Linked DNA regions of Triticum aestivum: region 1 is linked to region 2. A link is a contact called in public Hi-C data. All regions are on one chromosome and are shown on one strand. The core of a region is the stretch at or near the end of the contact, and the rest is flanking DNA. Distances in the headings are between cores, read along the strand shown.

Region 1 (4,902 bases), core at 2,249-4,748, 310 kb before region 2:
ATACGTTTGAGATGTATGAGTGCCGTTCGAGCAGTTGCGTGCACCGGGAAGCGGCGCGGGCGGTGCTCTCTCGGCCGGCGCCCGCTTCAATGCCGGTGGCAGTGAGAGGTCGTGTCCGCTCTTGCCGGGCATGAGTGCGGCACTAACGCTCTAGAGCGGTGCTGACCACATCGGAGAAGTGCGTGCGGGCGAGGGAGGGGGTTAATGATGGATCAGGGCAGTCAAAAGCAAACGTGGCAGCGGTCCGGACCGTCGCAGCTCGCTACTGCTCGCAACGCCGTTCACATCTCCAGTGAGGTCTTAATAACTCCGTTTCACCAAGGTCACGCTCCTCATTGTTGCTCATCAAGTCCCTATCTTCGCGCCTCAAGCTGCACTTGCATTCTCTCTAAAATGAACTCACACAAGTTCAGAATTCATGCAACTTACAAATACTTCGTGCTTCACTCCAGCGACTTCAGACCTGCAGGTGATCGAGGCCATGCTGCAACTTTTTGGGGAGGCCTCGGGTCTGAAGATTAATTTTGCTAAGAGCTCCATCACTTGCATCAGATGCGAGGAGAACCGAGCCGTGGAGATCGCCGCCTTCTTTGGCTGTCAGCATACTAGTTTTCCCCTAAAATACCTGGGGCTGCCACTATCAATATACAGGTTAAAGAGACAAGACATTCTCCCGATGATTGACAGATTCTCCAATAAGTTGAAAGGTTGGAAACCTAAACTGCTGGCCCCGGCTGGAAGACTAGCTTTGACGAGTTCGGTGTTAATGGCCCTACCGATGCACTTTCTGTCAGTCTTCCCTCTACCGGTTTGGGCGCTCAAGATGATTGACAGAAGATAGAGAGGTTTTGTGTGGAAAGGAGAGGAGGACATCAATGGAGGGCATTGTTTGGTCCCGTGGGCCAGAGTTTGCAGACCAAAAGAATGGGGCGGACTCGGCCTTCTCAATCTGAAGAATTTTGGGACTGCACTGACATGTCGTTGGCTTTGGCTGGGCTGGAGACAAGGGAATCGACCATGGCAAATGCTTCCGGATCAGCAGGACAAGGATGCAGCTGCTATGTTCGATGCGGCATGCCGGGTTGCGCTGGGGAATGGCGCGACTGCAAGATTCTGGACAGACAACTAGGCTTCAGGGGGCCGGAGCATCGCGGTCTTGGCCCCCGCTCTGTTTTCCTTCGTGAAAGACTCCAAGTTGTCAGTTAAAGATGCTTTGCACAATCGAAGGTGGATCAAGGACACCAGAGGTGGCCTGACAACTCAGGCCTTGGCGCAATACATATTGGTCTGGGATATTGCTCATGCTACTACCTTATCTGCTGTAACGGAGGATCACCTAGTGTGGAAGTTGACGGAGCATCATCAGTTCACGGTGAACAGCGCATACAGGATGTTCTTAACGGCCGGAGTCAGTTTTGCCTGTAACAAGCCTATATGGAAGTCAAAAGCCCCTGCGCGCTGCTAGTTTTTCATGTGGCTGGTTATACAGAGGAAGTGTCTGACGGCGGATAATCTCCAGCGACGCGGGTGGCCGTCAAATGACCACTGTCCGCTCTGCTTAATGTTTCCCGAGGACTGCACGCATTTGTTTCTGCTCTGCCGTTTCACGCAATAGCTCTGGACGGCATTCCAGCAATGGTCGGGCGTCAGCATCCCAACGCCAAACAGCAGTTCTGGAAGCACCGAGGTCTGGTGGCTGGAGGCACGCAAGGCTATTCCGAAGCATGCGCGCCGGAACTTCGACACCATTGTCATCCTTATTCACTGGAGGGTCTGGAAGGAGCGGAATGCTAGAATTTTTCAGCAAACTGCGTGTGATATTGATCGAGTCCTAGACCTTATTAGAGAGGACATAGGAGTATGGAGGTCGGCAGGGTGTGTGTCCAATCTGGGGAGCTAGAGGTGCTTGGTGTTGCCCCGCATGTTCGGGGATGCGTCATGTACTAACAGTTAGGAGAACTGTGAAACTCTTTTGTATGATCCTTTCTTCTCCTTCTAAATAAAGATCGGCCAATGGCCCTTCGACATAAAAGGAAATCTAGAAACATAACTTCGATGAAACCACATGAAATTTAGCATACGTACTACTTTGCACAAAAAGAATATGAAAATACGCAAGCTGTACTACGCTACACAATACCGAAGCTGAAGGTTTTTTCTCTCGTCACGTGTGGATTGGAACCCTAGCCGCTGCCAGGAGAGACTAACCTTCCTGTGTCATTCTCCAGCGGCTCCCTTCACTGATGTACTCTCGGTCATCGATGGTGAGGGAGTCGTCGGATCCCGTGCGTGCAGATCGTGTATCTTTACGTTTGAAGGCCCTATTAGCTTAGGTTTTCGGTCGTTGACATCTTGACTTTAGCAACGGCGAGGACGCTGAATAAAGAAGCTCCAATTCTTCCCCTGACGAGGCGATCAGCTCTATGGTCAGTGATGGATTTGGGAACTAGCCTGTTCAAGCGGGGATGTCGTGGTAGCGGCATCCTTTGTGGTGGACATGTGTCCTCGGCCTCAACCATTGCGACGAGTTCTGCTCCAGCAGCGACGCGGAGCTTGGGAGGTAGTCAAGGAGCGGATGCAGACAGTGGTCTGCATCAACGGCATCTAGAAGATGAATCGTGTGCTGGGATCGTGGTTTGTGGCTGGCAGGTATGGTTTCCTCCTCCGACGTCTTAGTCGTGCGGGGGTGCCAGATCGGGATAAATGGCGTGTCCGGGGTGTTGCCCCGGGTCTGATTCGTTCAACGGCAATGGTTTCGCATTTGTTGAGCCACCTTGAAGGTCCGCAAAGCTGGATATCTGCGATGGAGCCGCGCCGAGCTCGGGTGATGAGGTGATCCGTCAAATTTTCCTTTGATTGTTGTTGCGGTAGTGCCGAAGGCAGACGACAAGCGTTGGTATCAAGCTTAGGAGATTTTTTAGTCTCGATTGTAATTTTTTTTTTGGCTTGTACTACTATGGGCCAGTTCTTTGGGGGCCAACTTGCTTATTTTTACAGCCAGCCATAAGACTCAAAAGTTATGATATGAATGAGATATGTATTACCGTGAAAAAATTCTCAAAGAAGTGTCCATGCAGTTTCTCCCATCTGTATCTCACGATCTGAGCCATCCATTTCCCAAACAAACGGACCTGCCGGAGGCTGACCCCTTTTCCAATCATGAAGCCTGGAGTCCCGCTAGCACACACATGGATCACGAATTCACGACTCACCAGAGCTCACACCCTCACACCACCCGACCCGACCCACCGCGTTGGCCTTGGTCAAGTCAGTCCTCCATCTCCCCCATTGCTCGTCCACACAGAATTATTATTGACGACAAATCATAGTCTGCCAAAGGAAAAAAGAAGAGAGCGTCAGTAAACTGCTCCCTAATTTCGACCCAGTTGCTTACACATACTATATCTCACGGTCGCCGTCACTCTCACTGTGTAGCCGCGCGTGCATATATATGCGTGCTAATACCACTCTTTCTCCACAAACCTAGCAGCAGCAAACACACCAGCTCACCGCAAGCACCATTGATCACCTTCTCACCCTCCTTCTCGAGAGTTAGCTGAGAATCATCCTGAGACAGTGGTAATGGCGGGCCCAGCGGCGTCGTTGAGGTTCACGGTGAGGAGGAAGGCGGCCGAGCTGGTGACGCCGGCGGGGCCGACGCCCCGGGAGCTGAAGCGTCTCTCGGACATCGACGACCAGGACGGCCTGCGGTTCCACATCCCCATCATCCAGTTCTACCGGCGCGACGCGTCCATGGGCGGCAGGGACCCCGCGGCGGTGGTACGGGACGCCGTGGCCAGGGCGCTCGTGCACTACTACCCGTTCGCCGGCCGGCTGAGGGAGCTCGAAGGGCGCAAGCTCGCCGTCGACTGCACTGGCGAGGGCGTGCTTTTCATTGAGGCCGATGCCGACGTGCGTCTGGAGCACTTCGGCGACGCTCTGCAGCCGCCCTTCCCGGGACTCGAGGAGCTCATCTTCGACGTCCCTGGCTCGTCCGAAGTCCTCGGAACCCCGCTCCTCCTCTTTCAGGTAACTTTGCCTTTCTTTCGTGAAACCGAAACACTAACGCATGTTTGTGTGCACGTGCGAGCGTGATCGATGCATGGCTGACCGTTGTTCGTTCGTTCAGGTGACACGCCTGGCGTGTGGAGGCTTCATCCTGGCGGTGCGGCTGATGCACACGATGGCGGACGCGCAGGGGCTGGTGCAGTTCCTGGCCGCCGTGGCGGAGCTGGCGCGAGGCGCGGCGGCGCCGTCGCTGCGGCCGGTGTGGGAGCGGGAGCTGCTGGAGGCGCGGAACCCGCCGCGCCCTGGCTTCGCGCACCGGGAGTACGACGAGGTGCCGGACACCAAGGGCACCATCGTGCCGCTCGACGAGATGGCGCACCGCTCCTTCTTCTTCGGGGCCCGGGAGGTCGCCGCCATCCGGTCCCACCTGGCGCCGGGCCTCCGGAAGCGCGCCACCACGTTCGAGGTCCTCACGGGAAGCCTGTGGAAGTGCCGCACCGTGGCGCTGGCCCCGGACGCCGACGAGGTGATGCGGATGATCTGCATCGTCAACGCCCGCGGCGGCAAGCAGGGCGGCGCGAGCGCCATCCCGGCCGGCTACTACGGGAACGCGTTCGCCTTCCCGGTGGCCGTGTCGGCCTCCGGCGACCTGTGCGCGAACCCCCTGACCTACGCCGTGAAGCTGGTGAAGGAGGCCAAGTCGGAGGTGGACGTGGAGTACCTGCGGTCGGTGGCGGACCTGATGGTGCAGCGCGGGCGGCCGCACTTCACGGTGGTGCGCGCGTACCTGGCGTCGGACGTGACCAAGGCCGGTTTCGGCGACCTGGACTTCGGGTGGGGCAGGCCGGTGTACGGCGGGCCGGCGAAGGGCGGCGTGGGCGCCATCCCCGGGGT
Region 2 (5,228 bases), core at 2,442-4,941:
TTTCGGCCACCGGCTTGCTTGATCACCCAACAATTCCGGTTGGAATGAGTAGCCAGCTTGTTGGGAGCACCATGGATGGCACACGACCTGTCCAGGATTTGGTCCATTGTTGAAGGGCTGTCCCTGTGACCTTGACCACTACAAAAAAGACAATTCCGTGACATTATGGCCCGAACGATTTTTTTTCTGTCATGGATGTGACACTCCCAATGATGTTGTTCGTTGGCTGCTCCGCTTATGATTTCTAAGAAGATTGATTGAGCATCCCCTCTCGGGAGATTTGAGTTTAAGATCCACCGAGAGAAAAGCAAGAGCCAAAACTTAGATAGTTCTTGAGTATCACAACAGATCCGAGTTAGAGTTCTTGTACCTATTACTCTTCAGAGCTACACACTCTCTAGACGGATAGTTGTCGGCTTGAGTGACGAAGAGTAATTATCTTCACCAATCAAGAGTAGTTGTGGTTCGTGAAGAAGTCTGTCAAAAGTTTGGAGTTCGCCGACAAGTATCTACCACGAGTGAAATCAACTGGAGTCTGATGAGCTCTGAGTTGAAGGAGAATACAACGGAGAGAGGTTTGCTCATGTGTTCAATCACAAGTCCATCCAACCAGACGTAGTCCTTTGGCAGAAGGGCGAACTGGTCTACCAAATCCATATGTCGCCATCGAGCACCTCTGGTTCTTCCTTTCCTACTACATTTCCTTCAGTAGCTATTTCGGTGTGCTTCGTGATAGATTATCTTGATGATTGTGTGCTCAATATAGTAGCCATATTATCTGCCTATTTTTCTTTGCGCTGCATAGTACTATCTGCCTGACTTATCTTTTTGTGTTTATCATTCCACTTATTGAGTCCATCTTTGTCTGTACATCATTTCACTCTCGCTACTTGTTATTTTCTATCACTTGCATTCCCATTGTTAACAATACCAGGCTGTTACATTTGCTTGCCTACTGTATTGTCATTGTGATCGTGAAAACTTTAAGATACTATGCTCTTATGATTATAGCATCTTTCTTCGAAAGATTTGCTTAGTTTTATTTCGGTGTATCTCTTTTATCTAAGCTCTGTCATTGCTTTCTTTCGTACAAGGATCCATTCATTTGTATCTGCTGCGGTGAATTGATTTCGTTCAAAGTTTCATAAGAAATTTTGAATCGCCCATTCACCTCCTGGTCGATATACTCTCGGTCCTAACAGTTGTGACCTTGGATCCGACATTGGTGGGGCAGTCCTGGAGCTGGACGTTCACGCTGCCCTGCACACCGGAGCTGGTTTTTGCACCGGCTCTTAGGTGAGTGCCAGCCTTTGTCACCACCGTGTGACCAGCCGCACGCCCTGCTTGCACCACCCCCGGCGCCACCGACGGTGTGTGGCCCACCCCAGGCGCCATCGCCCACCCGTGGCAGCCCCCGCCGTTCATCGACCTTACCAAGGACGACGACGAGGAGTAGGGCGACGGTGGACGACCTGAAGATGACGGCGGTGGCGGCTACAACCGATCTAAGTTTTTTTTGTTATTTTCTTTTTAGTTTTACTAAATGTTCAATGGACTGCCGGGAGTACTTTTGGACTGAATTTGGGCGTTATGTAATTATAAGTCTAGGTTTATTTTTTTATGTTTTCCTATGTTTAAATTTAAGTTAAAAAACCGGACATGGTTTCAAATGTGTCGGCCCGTTGGACGTACGCACCCCCTCCCCCCCCCCCCCCAATTCCCAACTCCGGACAGGATCGTCCGCTCGGTCGACCCAAATGGACATAATCCGGATCTTGCGTTGGAGTTGGCCTTATTCTTTCACTATCAATCCTAGTTCATCTGTGGTTCATATGATAGATTAAACTGGAGGGGACACAAGTATTCAGGACCCTTTCCTCCTCCACAAGAAACGTCTCCTTCCTCCTCCCGTCAGCGCCGCCGCGGATCCTCCCCGCCTCCGATGGCCTTTGGCCTATGGAGGTGCGGAGGATCTCGGCCCCCCGTCGGCGGGAGGGACCCCGTTCTCGTTTTATCTAGGTTGAACGTCTTGGTTAGGGCTGTGTGGCGGCGGCGATGTCCCTCCGTAGCAATAATGTCTCCCACGTCCTATCTCCGCCCCGATGGTGCGAATAGCGTTGTCGGAGGATGTGTGGAGGTGTGTCTCCGTCGGATCTCATGGGATTCGATCGGTGCTGGTCTTCGGTGGATCTCTTTGGATCCAGTTTTTGTCTGTCTTCGTTCGTGTGGTTCCAGGTTTGATCTTTCCAATCTACAACTCTCTTCATCGGTGATGGTTGCTGCTCTGGTGTGTTGGTCCTTTGGAGCCTTAGCATGGCGACTTCCCGACTGTTTACTACAACAAGGTTTGCCCGACTCCGGTGATGGAGGGGCGATGACGGCGACGCGCCTTCGGCTCGCTCCAGTGCTTGTAGTCGTCGCTAGGTGGTCCATAGACCTATTTATAATTTGTATTACCTCTTGTGTTCTCTGTACCACCATGATTGATGAATAGATTTGAAATTTCTTTCAAAAAAAAACTCCTAGTTCATCTGAAATGCATTTTATAAGTCTGAAATCCGGTTCTACGATCTGCAGATGGCATGGGAGCGAACACTGACAGTCTGACGGCAGAAAAGAACGGCTGAAGGCGCGGCGCATATTTGGGGGCCGTTTGGTTCTAGGCCTAGCATTCCCACACTTTGCCACACATTTGTGCCAAGCTTGCCTAAAGTTAGTTCATCAAAATGAGAGCCACAAGTTGGCAAGCCTAAGGGAATCTTGCCACATTTTTTGTGTGTATGCCATGTGGGGCCCAAGTGTGGCTTGCCTAAGGTGTGACTTGAACCAAACACTTATCTAACTTGGTCAAACTTGCCTAACCTTAGATGTGGCAATCTTTGGCAAAGTTAGTCACAAACCAAACAGCCCTTGGTTCATGGCGGCGGTCCTTTCCGATTCGGCGCACGAACGGTTCCGAACAGTTTCTCGCAAATGCATCTGATTCGTGTCAGCCCGGCACGGCGCACCCCCTCCGACCATCCATTTTTCTCGCCCAACATGTCAGCGTGGCTTGCGCAAACAGAATCCTTCAGGTCCACCTAGCAATGATTTTTGTAGTTACAGCGTAAGAGTTATTTTGAAGAGATAAAACATCTTTGGTTCTTTCTTACCCAAATACACACAAATAGTACTAGCGTAACATGTCGCACATTTGCGCCTGCGCGTACATTCAAAGCAGAATAGCATGCACGCACAAAGCGTCGGTTTCGCTGGCCTAAATCCGTCGCAACTCGCAAAGCTGCGGCACGCGAGATGCACATTCGCACCACTCCAGTTGACATCAAGCATTCCCGCAGAACAGTTCAAACAGAAAAAAAAAACCGCAAAAAGAAAAAGCATTCCCGTAGAAGAATAATAAAGTTTTTTCTTTGACGCGACAGAAAAAATAAAGTTGACATCTGGCGCAAAGGAGATCCGCACCGCGTGTGCTCGGCAAATTCCTCTTGTGGTTGCCGGTCGGGCCCCAACCCGCAAAGTCCCCGACAGCGCCTTCACTAGTAGAGCCGCGTCCCGCCTCGCGTCCGCTGCTCCGCGCCCGACCCTCACCGCCCCGTAGTGCCAAAGCCAACACGACCAGCTGGCGTGGCATCACATCACACTCCCGCCGCACCCGGGGCCTCCTGTCCTGTCCTGTCCTCACCGCGAGTGCCCGCACCACGCGGCGACGCATTCCACTTCCACCCCCCTTCAAATCTCTCTCTTCGTCTCCGAGAAGCTCGGTCTCACGCACCACCAACGCGGCGTTCTCCTCTCCACCGTGCCGACCATCGGACCGAGCGGCGCCGCGGCTGACCCAGCGTGATGTGGCGCCATGCGGCGGCCCGGCGGTCGGCGCAGATCCGCCGGCTCCTGTCCACGTCCGCCCCCTCGGCGGGCGCCGGCTCCGCCGTGCGCGGCCCCTGCATCGTGCACAAGCGCGGCACCGACATCCTTCACGACCCCTGGTACAACAAGGTACCCGCCCCCGCCGCTCCTTCCTCGATCTCGCGATCCGCGCGCGCCGGTTTCCGACGGGACGCGGTTTCAGTTCGATTTTCGTTCCGCGCAGGACACGGCGTTCCCCCTCACGGAGCGAGACCGCCTCGGCCTCCGGGGCCTGCTCCCGCCGCGGGTCATGTCGTTCGAGCAGCAGTACGAGCGCTTCAGTGAGTCGTCTCGCCCCCACCCCCACTCGCATTGCCGCGTCATTGTTCACGTTAGCCCCACGGGCCGCATCTCTCACTCCTGAGATCACGCCGTCTCTGGTCGCTAATATCGTGAGCGCTCTGAGTTGCAGTAAACTCGTACCATTCGCTGGAGCACAACACGCAGGGGGAGCCCGATTCCGTGGTCTCGCTGGCCAAGTGGAGGATCCTTAACAGGCTGCACGACCGGAACGAGACATTGTACTACAGGGTGAGCTCCCACTGTTACAGTTTTGATGGATTGGCATGCGTGTATTTTTACCGCAAGGGAGTGAGTGAACTGGGTGTTTGACGTGTATTTGTGGTGGTATGGTTTGTTTCTGCTGCAGGTGCTAATTGACAATATCAAGGATTTCGCACCAATAATATACACCCCTACTGTCGGCTTGGTCTGCGAAAACTACAGCGGGCTGTTCAGGCGTCCCCGCGGGATGTACTTCAGCGCAAAGGATAAAGGGGAGATGATGTCGATGATTTACAACTGGCCAGCAGAGAAGGTACACTTGATTATTTCGAAAACTTGATGCATTTTTTTGTTACTGGTGTAGTTGGACACAGGAGCTTAGGTAGCGATTTTATGAATGCAGTATATCAATATCAATGGAACTCTAGTTTGTTCTCTAGTTGTTTGTCTTTTTTTAAAAGCCAGTTTTGTAGCTATATCCATGTGAATTGCCCCCACAATAATAATATTAGTGGTTTTCCAGAGCTATGCACCTGTACTGAACTTGCTTTGTTGCTTATTTCAGGTTGACATGATAGTTGTGACTGACGGGAGTCGCATTCTAGGTTTAGGTGATCTTGGAGTTCAAGGCATAGGTATACCTATTGGTAAACTTGATGTTTATGTTGCAGCTGCTGGTATCAACCCACAGAAGGTACTTTATTGGAACATACAATTAGCATCAATTAACTAGAGGTTATTTATGGCATCCCCCCTGTTTATATTTGTCCATTCTCCTTGCAGGTTCTCCCGATAATGCTTGACGTGGGAACAAATAA

The links. Hi-C and Micro-C count contacts between places; a contact is called where the count stands out from the background.
Region 1: a Hi-C map of leaf shows a contact between it and region 2, with 4 times the contacts expected there. The contact joins the promoter of LOC123167869 here to the promoter of LOC123181203 in region 2. A contact is called at or near these places in 2 of 5 Hi-C or Micro-C datasets (both in leaf).

What each region holds. Positions count from the first base shown.
Region 1 is chr1D:238,585,172-238,590,073 of IWGSC CS RefSeq v2.1, reverse strand. It overlaps LOC123167869 (benzyl alcohol O-benzoyltransferase-like), which reads left to right and starts at 3,498. Exons shown (of 2, transcript XM_044585733.1): 1 at 3,498-4,029; 2 at 4,130-4,902. The coding sequence starts at 3,583.
Region 2 is chr1D:238,276,621-238,281,848 of IWGSC CS RefSeq v2.1, reverse strand. LOC123181203 (NAD-dependent malic enzyme 59 kDa isoform, mitochondrial) reads left to right here and starts at 3,691. Exons shown (of 19, transcript XM_044593457.1): 1 at 3,691-3,996; 2 at 4,091-4,187; 3 at 4,319-4,437; 4 at 4,556-4,723; 5 at 4,976-5,104; 6 at 5,194-5,228. The coding sequence starts at 3,844.